Linked DNA regions of Mus musculus: region 2 is linked to region 1. A link is a contact called in public promoter capture Hi-C data. All regions are on one chromosome and are shown on one strand. The core of a region is the stretch at or near the end of the contact, and the rest is flanking DNA. Distances in the headings are between cores, read along the strand shown. Region 1 overlaps Gm12694 (a long non-coding RNA gene). Region 2 holds the start of Cyp2j5 (cytochrome P450, family 2, subfamily j, polypeptide 5).

The links. Promoter capture Hi-C pulls out the DNA fragments that hold promoters and counts their contacts.
Region 2: a promoter capture Hi-C map of liver shows a contact between it and region 1, with 4 times the contacts expected there. The contact joins the promoter of Cyp2j5 here to the enhancer-like site in region 1. A contact is called at or near these places in 8 of 39 promoter capture datasets (the 3T3-L1 cell line, 3T3-L1-derived adipocytes, cranial neural crest and 4 more) and 3 of 484 Hi-C or Micro-C datasets (adipose-derived mesenchymal stem cells, embryonic stem cells and pro-B cells).

Annotation. Positions count from the first base shown.
Region 1 is chr4:95,000,313-95,006,834 of GRCm38.p6, reverse strand. All of the region lies in intron 2 of Gm12694 (a long non-coding RNA gene), which reads right to left. Among named protein-coding and RNA genes, the nearest start is that of Gm12694, 24 kb to the right of the region's middle. Within about 2 kb of position 1,399, at least 11 of the 459 cell types and tissues checked have an H3K27ac peak or open chromatin away from gene starts, as enhancers often do. A contact at or near this core is called in liver, where this site is marked.
Region 2 is chr4:96,660,443-96,667,578 of GRCm38.p6, reverse strand. It overlaps Cyp2j5 (cytochrome P450, family 2, subfamily j, polypeptide 5), which reads left to right and starts at 3,460. Exons shown (of 9, transcript NM_010007.4): 1 at 3,460-3,778; 2 at 4,305-4,467. The coding sequence starts at 3,569.

The DNA of each region.
Region 1 (6,522 bases), core at 150-2,649:
CCAGAGTTCACTAGAAAGACTAACAATTGATATCGCCTCTCAGTTTTAGATAAGGACAGACAAAATTACAGCCATTGGTCTTTTGTTTTCTTTCTTGATCTTTTCTTTGTCTCTCAGTGATATTGTGGCCTTTTTTTTCCTTTTTTTTTTTTAATTTTCTTTTCTTTCTTTCTTTTTTTTTTTTTTTCTTCTTTTCTTTTTTTGAGACAGGGTTTCTCTGTGTAGCCCTGGCTGTCCTGGAACTCACTCTGTAGACCAGACTGGCCTTGAACTCAGAAATCCGCCTGCCTCTGCCTCCCAAGTGCTGGGATTAAAGGCGTGTGCCACCACGCCCGGCCTTTGTGGCCTTTTCTCTTCTGGTCACACAAGGTTCCTACAAACTTCGTCTTTTAACCATAAACTGTAAAGGACTGACATCAGAAATCTTGGGGGCAGGACACGAGCATTTTCTTTCCTATCACGTGTGGTGCTAGGGGTTGAGCCAGGGGCCTCATACGTGATGGGCGAGCATCCTGCCACTGACATGCATCCCCCCAGAATTTTTGTTCTTTACTTAAAAAAAAATTTGAACAGGGTGTTGCCAACTTGTCCAGACTGACCTTACACTCACCCTGTAAACCAAACAGCTTGAATGCACATGAAGCCCTGATAGGCATTGAACTTCTGATCCTTCTGATTCACTCAGGAGCTGGAACTACAGTCCTGCACTACCAGGCCTTGCTGGATCTTTCAAAGGTCCATCGTGAGACTTTCATTTCCATTGTAGATAACTGAAAAGCACAAAATAAGCTATAACAGCGTAGAAGGGCATCACCCAAATGACCATCACTGACATTATTTCCTACATTTGATTCCTCTGATTATAATTTATTTTATTTTTAAATACATATGATCAAGCCAAACCCTGCTATTTCATTTATGATTACTCAAAAGACATAGTTATATCAAGATCTTTATTACAACCATATTTAATCATATAGCTATTATATTATACTGAATAAATGCATCATACTTTATCTTTTCTCATATCTTGGACATTTCCAATATTTTGGTAGTATAAACAATGCTCAAATCTAAAACTTTCTATAAATATTTCAAATGTAAACAAATGTTGTGCACAAAGATGTTGGTTGTGACCTTTAATTTTCTACCTATCCCCTACCCCCAACATGCTCATGTCCTCTTGATCTTTATTGCACAATCCCAAGTCTCATGACGTGGCCTGAGCCATTCACTCTCTGGAATACTCATGAACTCCACTCATCTTTCTTAAAAGACGATCTTAAAAGCAAGCTCCATTGTTCTTTGCTTAGGACTGCTCCCTTCTCTGCTCTCTAAGACTTCTCGTCCTGGTCTCACCACCATTCTCTCTAATTGCTCTGTTAGATTGAGCAAAGCAAACATTTGGTTAATCATTTGGAAAATTGGTCATCACACTGCTGGCTGACTGGTATAATGGAGGTGGTCTAGTGTCAGAGCTAAAATCATTACTGAAGATAACACAGTTACTCATGCGTGTGTGTACAACCCGTCTACACGCTACCCTGTAAAGTCATTCTTTTTTTCTGTTTTTCTTTTTTTTTCTTTTTTTTTTTCTGGATGAATGTTCTTTGTTCTTGTAGGTTATAGCAAAGAAAGAACCCAGAGTCTAGGGCCCATTCTAATTCCACTCCCATATTCTACTAGATTTGGAGCAAAACTCTATGCTGGGCATCAAGTTGAGCTCTGAAAGTATACAACCAACCTAACAAGAAAGAGAGAGAGAGAGAGAGAGAGAGAGAGAGAGAGAGAGAGAGAGAGAGAGAGAGAGAGATTTGTATACAGAAGGCAAGCACACTAACAGAAAAGTGAAACAACCTGTATATGCATATGCCTATATGGCTACATAGGGTATTGGTTTAGGGAAATAAGGAATTAAACAAGACAAATGGTCCATATTGAAGAGACAGAAGAAACTGAGTGGAAGGGGAAGGGCAGAATTGAAATATGGAGGAGTATTTGAAGGTCAACAGATTGTCCCTGGGTGGAGCAGAGAGGAATGTATCAACCAGATAGCACAGAAAGGGACCTCCTTCAGGCATCAGAGTCATGCCATTGGGTGATATGAAGGTCAAAGTAAATAAGTCAAAAAATATGTGAAAACATGTAAAAAAAAAAGTTTAGGGTTATGGCCAAACTCACCTGCACCCAGCTAAAGGCAACTGCGCTACATCACAGCCCAGAATCACCAGTGCTTGTCTAAGGTCTCCCTGTAGCATGGACATTTGAAGTCCAGGAAACTACATCTTGCAAAATTTATATTCCCAGCATGCATTCATTTCCTAGAACTGCCATGACAAAATACCACAAGTTGTCCAATTAAGCAACAGGAATTTATTTTCCCACCGTCCTGGAGGCTAGAAGATGTAGATTAAAGGGTTAGCAGGGTGACTTCTTCTGACGCTTCTCTTCTCCTGTGCAAGAAGTCCTGCCTTCCATGCCATAGTCTAGAATGACACCGTATTTCTGGACTAAGGCCCACCTGACTCATTTCTTGCTACCTGTATTACCTTTTTAAAAGCCTTATTGGTGAATCCAGTCGCATTATGAGGTACCAGGGGATCAGGACTTCCCCATAGGGATTTCAGACGTATATTTCAACCTCTAACAATGAATTTCTGGATGACAGCCACACATTATTTCTATGATGTGTCACCTGACATAGAGGAGTCACTCAGTAAATAACCATTGAATCAGCCGTCGAGTCTCCAGATACTGTTAGGTATCCCTGTGTCTCCAAACACTCCCATCACCTGGGGAGCCTTCCCTCCCCCTCAGCACTTTGTCTCAGGGCCTTGTGTCCATGGGCAGAATCCTAAGCTTGCCCATCCTTTGTTCTTAACTGATAAGGAGAACCTCTACTCATCTGCCACAACGTGACTTAACTATCAGATTGTCAGAGAAGAAATGAGCATAGTTATGCAAAGTTACCTCACCTCAGTTTAAGCCCAGGCATTCACATTAGAGTAGAAAGTTGCTCCGTCCAGTAGATCCAACGGGGCTCATACCATATTTTGTCCACAGTCAAATTCCTTCCCTTTGTAATTTGTTTGTTTGGTTTTGGTTTTTTTTGTTGTTGTTGTTGTTGTTGTTGTTGGTGGTGGTGGTGGTGGTGGTGGTGGTGGTGGTGGTTTTGGTTTTTGTTTTGTTTTTTGAGACAGGGTTTCTCTGTATAGCCCTGGCTGTCCTGGAACTCACTTTGTAGACCAGGCTGGCCTCGAACTCAGAAATCCACCTGCCTCTGCCTCCCAAGTGCTGGGATTAAAGGCGTGCGTCACCACTGCCCACCCCCTTTGTAATTTATACATGTCAGCTGTCACCTTTCCCTTCAAGCCTGTTTTCTAGAAGAAACACCTGTACATTTATCACCACACAGCTGGAGGTATAAGTAAGACAAAATGTATTTACAGGAAATATCATTATAGCTGGTAATAAAACAGCGCATGCTCATTTAAGCTTTATCATGCAACTCAGAGTCTTAATACCAGACCTTACTTTTTTTTTTTTAATGATCTTGGAAGAGAGGCATGGCGGCTCATATTTGTAATCCTAGCACTCAGAATGCTGAGGCCAAAAGACTACTATGAGCTTAAGTCCAACCTGGTCTTCATAGTTAAGCACTGGGCCAGTCAAAGTCATAGAGTGAGACCCCCTTTCTCTTCCAAATTCCCAAATGTTAGATATGGAAGAGACGGGGTGCATGAGGAAAATATATGATAAAATTCTCAATGAACTCATAAAGAATTGTGACAATGGCAATGATGATATGATAAACAGCAGACTTCGCTCTTCAGACAACTTTCCTAAAGTCCTTTCAGGGTTCCTCAGTGTGACCCACTGCACCAACACCTCCATAGAGTGTACTAGCACATAAAATGATTAAAGTAAGCCTAGGATACAGTCAATGATTAGTAAGCAGTATCTGTAATCGTACCTCGAAGAACACCACCTGCACTTCACAAGGTATATGTCCTTCCTCCACACCATACACAGAATGCCTTCACCTATTCTGCTTGTGAAATAATAGTAAATTCACGAAACGGGTCTCTGGCATTTTAAGAGTTCTACATTTTCATTCCAATCTTATTTGTGCCATCCTAAGCTACTTCCCAGAGAGTTGGGATTCTTTCTGGATGTGTTCTTTCTGTGCCCGTGCCTTTGGGAAAAGCACACACTGGGCTGTACCATGGACGAGGCGAGATGTGCTTCATACTTCATTCCTCAGGACCCTTTTCAAAGCTGAGAGGATTTATCAAACACCCATCATTAGACAGTGGAAGGTCAAGGACTGGGGCACGGTATTTCTTACCCTTGGCATTACATTCTGGGCACATATCACAGAACCAAGGCAAATGTGCATGTGCAGTAAATGGACAGGAATGTTCTCAAGGAAGAATGAGAGATCTGCCTGACACCAGGCATTCACTGAGTCTCCATACCTGAGGGCAAGAAGGCTGGAGCCAGTTCTCTGCTTACTGGCTCCCGGATTTCTAATGGGTTCTTTAGCTGTTTAATTATGCTCAAATTTGAATCAGTTAAGTAGAAACTGGGATAGAATATCTCTTACAGCAGTCACCTTTACCCAAGAATCTAATTTTATTTAGTGACATTAGATCGCAGCCCCAAAATATTAAGTAGAAAAGTCTACAAAGTCATGTTTTAAGAGTATTTATAGTATTTTTATATTTGTTCTATCTTATTAGTAGTATCACTAATCTCTCTGTATACCTAATTTATAGGAACATACACAGAGGAACATAATGTATAGGAAGAAACATAGCACACACAGGGTCCAGTACTGCCTGTGGTAATGGGTATCCAGAAGGGTTCTGGGATCAGGTATCATGCTTGTTTTGAGATTGAGATAAAATAGCATGTGTGGATTATTTTGCATACAATAAGTGAATAAAAGAAACCATTCCTGAAGAAGTAAGTCTCAGATGCCCTTGGAGAGCACTGTTGAGGAAAGTGAGGAAGTTGTCCCTCCAGAAGATGCTGATCTGAGCCTCTGATCCCTGAGAACCATGAATCTGTTGCTAGTGAGCAGCAAGGCCCTCTTCCAGCTTTAGCGACCTCAGAGCTGATGAAGAGATGATCATTTCCTCCCAGAGTTGTTTTGTTCTCTTTCCAAGACTTAGAGCAACTGCTGGCTCAATAGGAAGCTCTCTGAAGCTGAGTCAACCTTCACTCATCCTAAGAGGTGACTCACACACCAGTGTGTGGTCCACAAATGCTATGGGGGTGGTACCTCTCCAGAGGCTGCTGATGGCCCTGTCTGAGTTGTTTGTGATCACAAACTCCTCATCAGCAGACAGGAGAACAGATGCTCTAATTAAGTTCTCATACCATCGTGTCCCGTCTGTACTCCTACAGAAGCAGAGAGGCAGCCACGGGCTTTATGGAAACATGAACTTGGGAGAAAGGGGGGGGGGGCATTTCTCCCATTCTCTGACCTTCTTTTGAAGTCTGGCTACGAGTCAGAATGAGATGTGGAAGACCTGAAAACTTGTATTAATCATGTTGTGGTAAAGAGAATATGATCATATGACAGGGAATTTTGGAAGTTGGGGCAATTTCAGGGAGGCAATCTTGTATTGCCTCAAGCTTCACATCACGATAACATTTTATGAAGGTTTAAAAATGATTAACTTATTGTTTTTCTGCTTCTGCCAATATACAAATACTTTATGGGCACTAGACCTTATTCCTCACTTTTACTAGGTTTGCCCTGTGAAGTCTGGCACAAGCCATGTAGTAAAAAAGTTGAGTCTGAATCTGAGTCTTAATTTTCTTTCAAAAAACCACAAGGATGCTCTAACCCTGGATAATGTACTCAAATCGGGGTCTGAGGCCAGAGGTGGTCTGTAGTTGTCAGCATCTTGTTATCAGTGACCTGCAGAAAGTGACCATTGGGAGCTTCCATAACAGCCGCCTTTTGCCAGAAATTTTTTTTGTATTTTTATGAGTATTAATTAGTAGTAGCATTTTTAAGATTTAATTAAAATGTCATCACAGTCTGAGAACCATTAATGCTGTCATCCCATACAGATGTGCTCCAGCCTGTAATTATTAAAGTGCATGTTGTTTTATTTTAATACCTTCCTCAGGTTTTTCTTTTATTATCATATTTCAGCCTCATTTGTGTCACATGATCTCCATTTTGTTATTCTTATTCATTTTTCAGTGCTGAGCACACAGGACCCTAGAGCCTGTGCATGTGAGCCAAGGACTCTACAAAATGCTGTGAACAGACAGACTCAGCCCTAGGATTTAGTGGACATGCTATGAGTTTCAATCAGAATCGCAGAAGCACAGTCCTGGGAAATCCCATCCTCCCACTGTGTGGCAGGTCCCTTGCTCTGCTCTGGTTCTACAGTGAGAACACTCCCAGCATGAGCCTCTCATTGAAAGCAGCTTCCCCCATCTAGTGAGGTGCTGTGGTTTGAATGAGGAGAGTCCCCACAGTCTGGTGCCACAGGACCT
Region 2 (7,136 bases), core at 2,211-4,710, 1.7 Mb before region 1:
GTTTTATTCAATTCTTTCACCTGATTGGATGTGTTCTCCTGTATTTCTTTAAGGGAGTTATTATTTCCTTCTTATAGTTCTCCATAATCATCATAAGAAGTGACTTTAGATCCATATCTTGCTTTCTGGTGTGATGGTGTATCCAGGACTTGCTATGATGGTTGAGTTCAGTTCTGATTATGCCAAGTGACCTTGATTTCTGTTGCTTCTGTTCTTATGCTTTCCTCCTGCCATCTGATTATCTCAAGTGCTTGCTGCCCTCAATATATCTGATTGGAGCCTGTCCTTCCTGTAGTCCCAGTTGATTCAGAACTCCTCCAAGTCCAGCTTTCTCTCTGATCCAGTGATTCCAGGACCCTGTGAACCTGAGATTCTGGGTGTGTCAGAGTTCTTGGCAGTCAAGCTTCCTCTGAGACCCTGAGATACTGGTGTGACCAAGATCCTGGGATCCTAAGATCCTGGGCATGTTACAGAGCCTGGATGTGGTATCTCCTCTGGGGACTGTTGGGCTATCTGTTGTGCTCCAAACCAAGGTATACCAGTATCAACCAGAAGGAACTTGAGGTGTTGGTTGGGTGAGTTTCCTGTGTTCTGCTGGCACAGACCCATCACTATTGTTTTGGAACAGATGTGTCCCACTCACCAGTGATTCTAAGATCCTGGGCTTGTTAGGGTGCCTGGGAAGTGGAGAGTCCTCTGGGGACCGTGGGACTGCCCACTGAGTTCGGGCCTAAGGTCAAAATATTTTCTTAAAGTCTTTGAGAATCTCATGTAAGGTGTTTTCATCAAATTTATCCCTTTCCAACCTCCTCTCAGATCCCCATTTCCTTTTCATTCCTACTCATTTTTGTCCTCATATTTTATTATTTTTTTTAAAAAAATATCAAGTCCAATTTGTACTAGTAATGTAAACCTGGATATGAAGCCACACACTTCAGTATCATTAAGCTAAAACCTGCCATACTCTTAAAGAAAACCATCTCTTTCTCTCTACCAGCAGCTGTCAGTTGACAAAAACTCCTTAGCTACATGTGGGATATGATGTCCACCTTCTTTCTGTATGCAGAAATTTGACTGGCTTGGGTTTGTGAAGGTTTTGCACATTTCTTCATAATACCTGTAAGTTTGTAGTACAGCTGTACAGAGAAGATTGCTTTGTTGTAGTCATCCACTGCATCTGGCTCTTACACTTTCCTACAATGGTCCCTGGGACTAAGGACTCTGCATTCTTGTTGTCTTTGTATTCTCTCTTTATGTCTCCTCCATTTAAATCTCCATCCTTATCCCAGTCCCTGGCATCCATGGACTCTGAATAGTTTTGTGACCTCTGTGGCTGTGTCTAACGATTCAATGCTAGCATCAACAAATGAGAAAATGTTACATTTGTCTTTCTGTTCTTGTGTTACATCAGTCAGAATATTTTTCAGCTCCATCAACGTACTTGATTATTTAATAGTTTGTTTTTATGAACAACTGAATAACATGTCATCATATAAATATACTCATTTTCATTATCCATTCATCAGTTGGTGGGCATATATGCTGTTTTCTGTGCCTATAATGACTAGAACATCAATGAACACAAATGTGTAAGTATCTCTGTAGTAAGATTCAGAGTCATTTGAATATGTGCCCAAATAGAAACTATTTCTAGCAGACCTATTTCTAGCTTTTTGTGGAACCTCCATACTGAATCATGTAATGGCTTCACCAGTTTTATTTTTGCCCACATCAAATAAGTGTTTCCCACCCTATATTTGTTCAAACATTATTTCTTCATCTTCTTCTCCTCCTTTTCTTCCTTCTTCTCTAGTCTTTCTTTCTTTTTCTCTTTCTTTCTCTCTTTCTCTCTTTCTTTCTTTCTTTCTTTCTTTCTTTCTTTCTTTCTTTCCTTCTTTCTTCCTTCCTTTCTTTCTTTTTCTTTTTTCTTTTAGCCAACCTGATTGAAATTAGATTAAATCTCAACGGGGAATTTCTCAGGGCAGGGAATGCATCTCAATGGCAATGTAATTGTCTAGCATGCTCAAGGCCCTGGGTTCAAGCTTTGAAAGGTGTAAAATAGTAAGGGAGAGAGGGAATGAAAGAAAAAGTAAGTAATTAGAAACAAGACATTCAATTAAAACACATCTGAGAACCTAAAAATATTCAGTGCTAGGAGCTTAGTAAGATCCTGTGTTATCTTTAAAATACTTCCATAAACAGCCATATTTGTCAGTGTCAGTGCTGGGTGACACATAATAATGTTTAACCGGTGTTCCCTCAATGTGAGCCAATGCTATCAAGTTCATCTCCTGCTTATGCTACTTTGTACTATAAACCTGACAAAACCCAATGTCATGTAGGTCATAGGTCCTAGGCATGAATTGACTGCTGTACTTTAGCTGTATTAATTTGGCACCAAACTGCCTTGTAAAAATCTATATTTATACCCACAAAGGAAAGGTACTCTCAGTTAATGAGTAACAGTGGATACAGGCACTTTTAACTGCTCAAGTTCCTGAGAGTATAGGTCATTTGGGTGCTAAAATCTAAATGGGATCTTTATACTATTCCATCTAAAGCTAAGAGACTATTATTAAATGGACAGAAAATCTTAATAGAGTTGGAAGACTGCATGAGAATTTCAAAATGCTATGTTCTGAACATGTATTGTCCATAGTAATTATAAACTCATAGTATCTGTGTTTGCCTGGTGCACTGGGACTGCATAGGACTATACCTAACAATGCCCAGTCATGGATAGGAGAAGGGCTGAAGGGGCCTTATCTCTCCCTAATTAAATATTGCCTACTGATGGATGCTGGGAAATGAGAACATCATTACCTTCAGATGTGAGCTCATTGGTGGTCCCACTATGTTCTGTTGAATATTTACATACTTCTGTTCCCACAGGAAACTCTGATTAAACTCAGTGGGTAACAAACAAAATGGTACGCCATGAACATAGAAAAAGAAAAGAAAAACAAAACAAAATGAAAAACCCCCAAAACATAAAAAGAAAAGAGAATGTTGATGGGGTCAGAGAGAAAGAGAAGAGTGGCAGAGTGAGAGTAAGTCATAATGTAAAATTTATATATGAAGAACTGCCAAAGGAAATAATTTACTTAGTAAAAGACCATCCCCTGAATAACTTATACCAACTTCATGATCCTAAAATGTACAGAGCGTATGTAAAGAGATGAGTGCCCTGAAAAAATCAGCAGAAATGTCTGTTTACCAGGCAGGTTATGGTCACTGGGTAAAATGCTGACTGGAAAACAGCAGGTCAAAGACTGGGGTCTGAGTATGAAAATCATAAACCTAGGAATCTCCCTGTCATCCAAAACAGTTCTTTATAAGTAAGCAATTTCCCTCAGTGTGGTCTATTCCCACCCGATATTGACGATTTCTAGAAATAAATAACCAGGCTGCTTCACCCAACAGTGGGTAATCCAAGCCACAGCAGGGCTTGTACTTGGAAGATCATCAAGGGGCAGGAAGGGGTGAGAATGTCCACTGTAACCCTGTCATAGAGAGCCTACTGTTCCCCATTTTCTTTTCTACAGAGGAGTGTGCAAGGATCCCAAATATGATTATGTTTTTGAGCTCCCTGGTGACCACCTTCTGGGAAGCACTCCATCTCAAGACTCTGGTACTGGCTGTTGTCACTTTCCTGTTCCTGATTAACATCCTCAGAAGCCGTCACCCCAAAAACTACCCACCAGGGCCATGGCGTCTGCCCTTTGTGGGCAACTTCTTTCAAATAGACACTAAGCAAACCCACTTGGTGCTTCAGCAGGTAAGATGGGGCTGAGAGTGTCTTGTCTGTATCATGACACTAATCCAAAATTGCAGGGTTGGTAATATTCCCAACAGCCCAGACAGGAGGACAGGGCTACAGGACTCTAAAGCTTGTTCTGTGCATCTGCTAAACTCACTACAACTTCTGTCTCCTCCAGTCAATAGACTCCATTATTTTTCCTTTTAAAATGTTGGCACCATGAAAGTAGTACCTGTTTTGTAAACCTGTTCCACTGCTCTGGAGTAGTAGAGTTTTTGTTTGTTTATCTAATCTTGTATATTTTATTTGGTCTATTGTTTCTTAAAGAACTTAGGTCAAAAGGACTCACTTTAAGTTTACATCTTTTTCTATGTTTATTTACTTACTTGAATGGGGGATGTGAGCTCTCCACAGAATAATTTTCATGTTCTCACAAAAACATATAGAACTTCACTATAAGTCCACTAACACACATGCCTGACATTATTATATTAGATCCTCAGACATTCACACACTTAACTCTGACTATTGAAATATTTTACAGTTTGTGAAGAAATATGGGAATGTATTTAGTCTGGAGTTGGGCCAATCACCAGTGGTGGTTGTATCAGGACTGCCTTTAATCAAAGAAATGTTTACCCACCTGGACCAAAATTTTGTGAATCGCTTTATGACACCGGTTAGAGAACGAATCACAGGTAAAAATGGTAAGTTTCTGTCGTGGATAGCCTTGGGGCTAATTATATTTGATGGTAATTCTATTCTCCTGTGAGTGGTTTCGAACAAAGAATGAGTCAGCACTCAGGTGATTTCCTGTAAACCTGCTTCCCACCTTAATTTGTAAAATAAAGGGGAGCTGATGATTGGGCAGATAAAAGGGAAAGTGGAGCAGAAGGTGGGGGAGAGAAGAAGGAGAAAATGGAAGAGGGAGAGGATACAGAGGAAGAGGAAGAGGAAGAGGAAGAGGAAGAAGAAGAAGAAGAAGAAGAAGAAGAAGAAGAAGAAGAAGAAGAAGAAGAAGAAGAAGAAGAAGAAGAAGAAGAAGAAGAAGAAGAAAGGCAGAGCAGAAGCACATGGCCTGGAGAAACTGCAAGTTCTAAGGGATCTCATAGAAGGAGAAGATGGTAGTGTAGCCATAGATCTGTCCAATCTAGGCACACAGCATGGATTTATATTAATTGTATTGTGTTTTCATTGCCCTGGCATAATTAGGTTGGAGAGATTTACTGCAACAAGTTTCTTGACCACAGTAATGTTCACTTTATATTTTTTATGGTGTATTACACTTACCTTGTCATCCACAACTGTATAAGAATTGGTAAGAAATTCCATTGTGAAACGTTATCATTTTAAAGGAAGCTGCCTGCATTTCCCGATGGAGAGCCATGTGTTGTTGGCTTCTATGAGGAATTGTAACTAGAAAGGTAATAAACAGGACCACAGAGTGCTGTCTGAAATGCCTTAAATTTGTAAAGTAAAATAGTTGTGTTTAAGGTGTTTTAGTTTAAAGTAGAGCTAGAGAGTCAGTATCAACAGTTTTGTTGTAAGGGTTTACAATGTTGTAAGGGTTTACAATGCTCAAAAATTAAGGTAGATGAAAGAAGAGGTTTTCAACCTCATGTTCAAGATTTCCAGTATTTCAAGATATGGTAAGGAGTGGGTGAGGGAACACCTTCTTAGAGGCAAAGGGGAGGGGAATTGGGTAGGGGGTTCATGGAGGAGAGACAGGGAAAGGGTATAACATTTGAAATGTAAACAAAATGATTAAGAAAAAAAGAAAGTAAACTAGCAAGTTTATATAACCTCTTTCAAGACTATTGTATACTTTTGCCTGCAATAGATGTCTCCTCATAAGCTAGTATTTCCATTTCTTGACGTCTTTTCTAAGTTGTATATATACTTATACTTATATAGATAATTACATGCATGCAAAGTAAGGCATGTGAGAGAACATGTGCATGTATTTTTCATTCTGAGTTTGGTCATCATCTTTAATTACATTTTCCAAAAGCATCAATTTTCCTGACAATCTCATTTTACTTTGCAACTAAAGAATATTCTAGTTTGTATATTTATTGCCTTCTCATCTCCATTAATCTGTTGACACTCCTCTGGGCTGCTTTGCTATCACAAGTACAATAACAATAAACATGGAAATTAATATATATCTATGGTAGGTAGGTATGGTGGTTTGAATGAGAATAGATTGCCTAGGCTCATATATTTGAATTCTTGGACTTCAGTTGGTTGAAAAGTTTGGGAAGGATTAAGAGATATTGCCTTGTTGGAGGAGTGGTGATCACTGGGGACTGGCATTGAGGGCTCTAAAGATATCTCTCTCTGCCTCAGGCTTATGTCTCAAGGTGTCAACTCTTAACCACTGCTCTAGCACTATGCCTGCTTGCCTAATGTCATGTTCCCTGCCATTATAGTCATAGACTCTAACACTCTAAAGATATGAGCTCTTAGTTCAATTCTTTTTTTATATATAAGTTTCTTTACTCTAACTGATTTATCACACCAATAAAGAAAGAATTAATACAGTAGTTATATGGTATTCTATGGGTATATTTCCAGGATTAAAATATATAGGCTATAAAGTAAACCACATTAGCTATTTGGTTTTGTACTTTCAAATCTGTCATTTTTTTCTTCAGTTTTGTGGTGGATACAGGCGTAAAATGTAATTGATAGAGAAAGCGGAAACCATACAAAATGGTCAATTGCTTTAGAATAGCCAGTCTAACTGGAAGAAGTCCATTGAGATATATAAAATTGGCACAGGGCAAATGCTTGCATATAATATAGCTGAATGATGCTTTTATTTCTGAGTTCATTAGAAAAGAAGGTTATTATTTAATTTTTAAATGTATTACAATTTGGTATAAAGAAAAACAAAGAAAATGTATAAATATTGACCAATAGTACCATTGAAAAGGAGAGGAAAGACGGGTAAAAGTTACTGAGGGGCCATGTAGGGTAAGCTTGAAAGGTCTTTCTGTATCTGATGCTAGAAATGGCCTTTTACTTGGATATCAGATGCCACACCGACATTGAAGAATATTGTAAAGCATTCTAGAATTAAAACAAACAAATATATACAGAGAGAGAGAGAGAGAGAGAGAGAGAGAGAGAGAGAGAGAGAGAGAGAGAGAAGAAGGAGGAGGAGGAGAAGGAGGAGGAGGAAGAGGAGGAGGAGGAGGAGGAGGAGGGGGAGGAGGAGGAGGAGGAGGAGGAGGAGGAGGAGGAGGAGGAGGAGGTACAGATCCGCCTTCAAAGGATTGTCTGAGGAGACACCTACATCTTCTCCCTTCTCTTTCTCTGTTCCTTTGTTTCAAATATTCATCTTTCTTGCCTTGTGAAACCATTTATATAA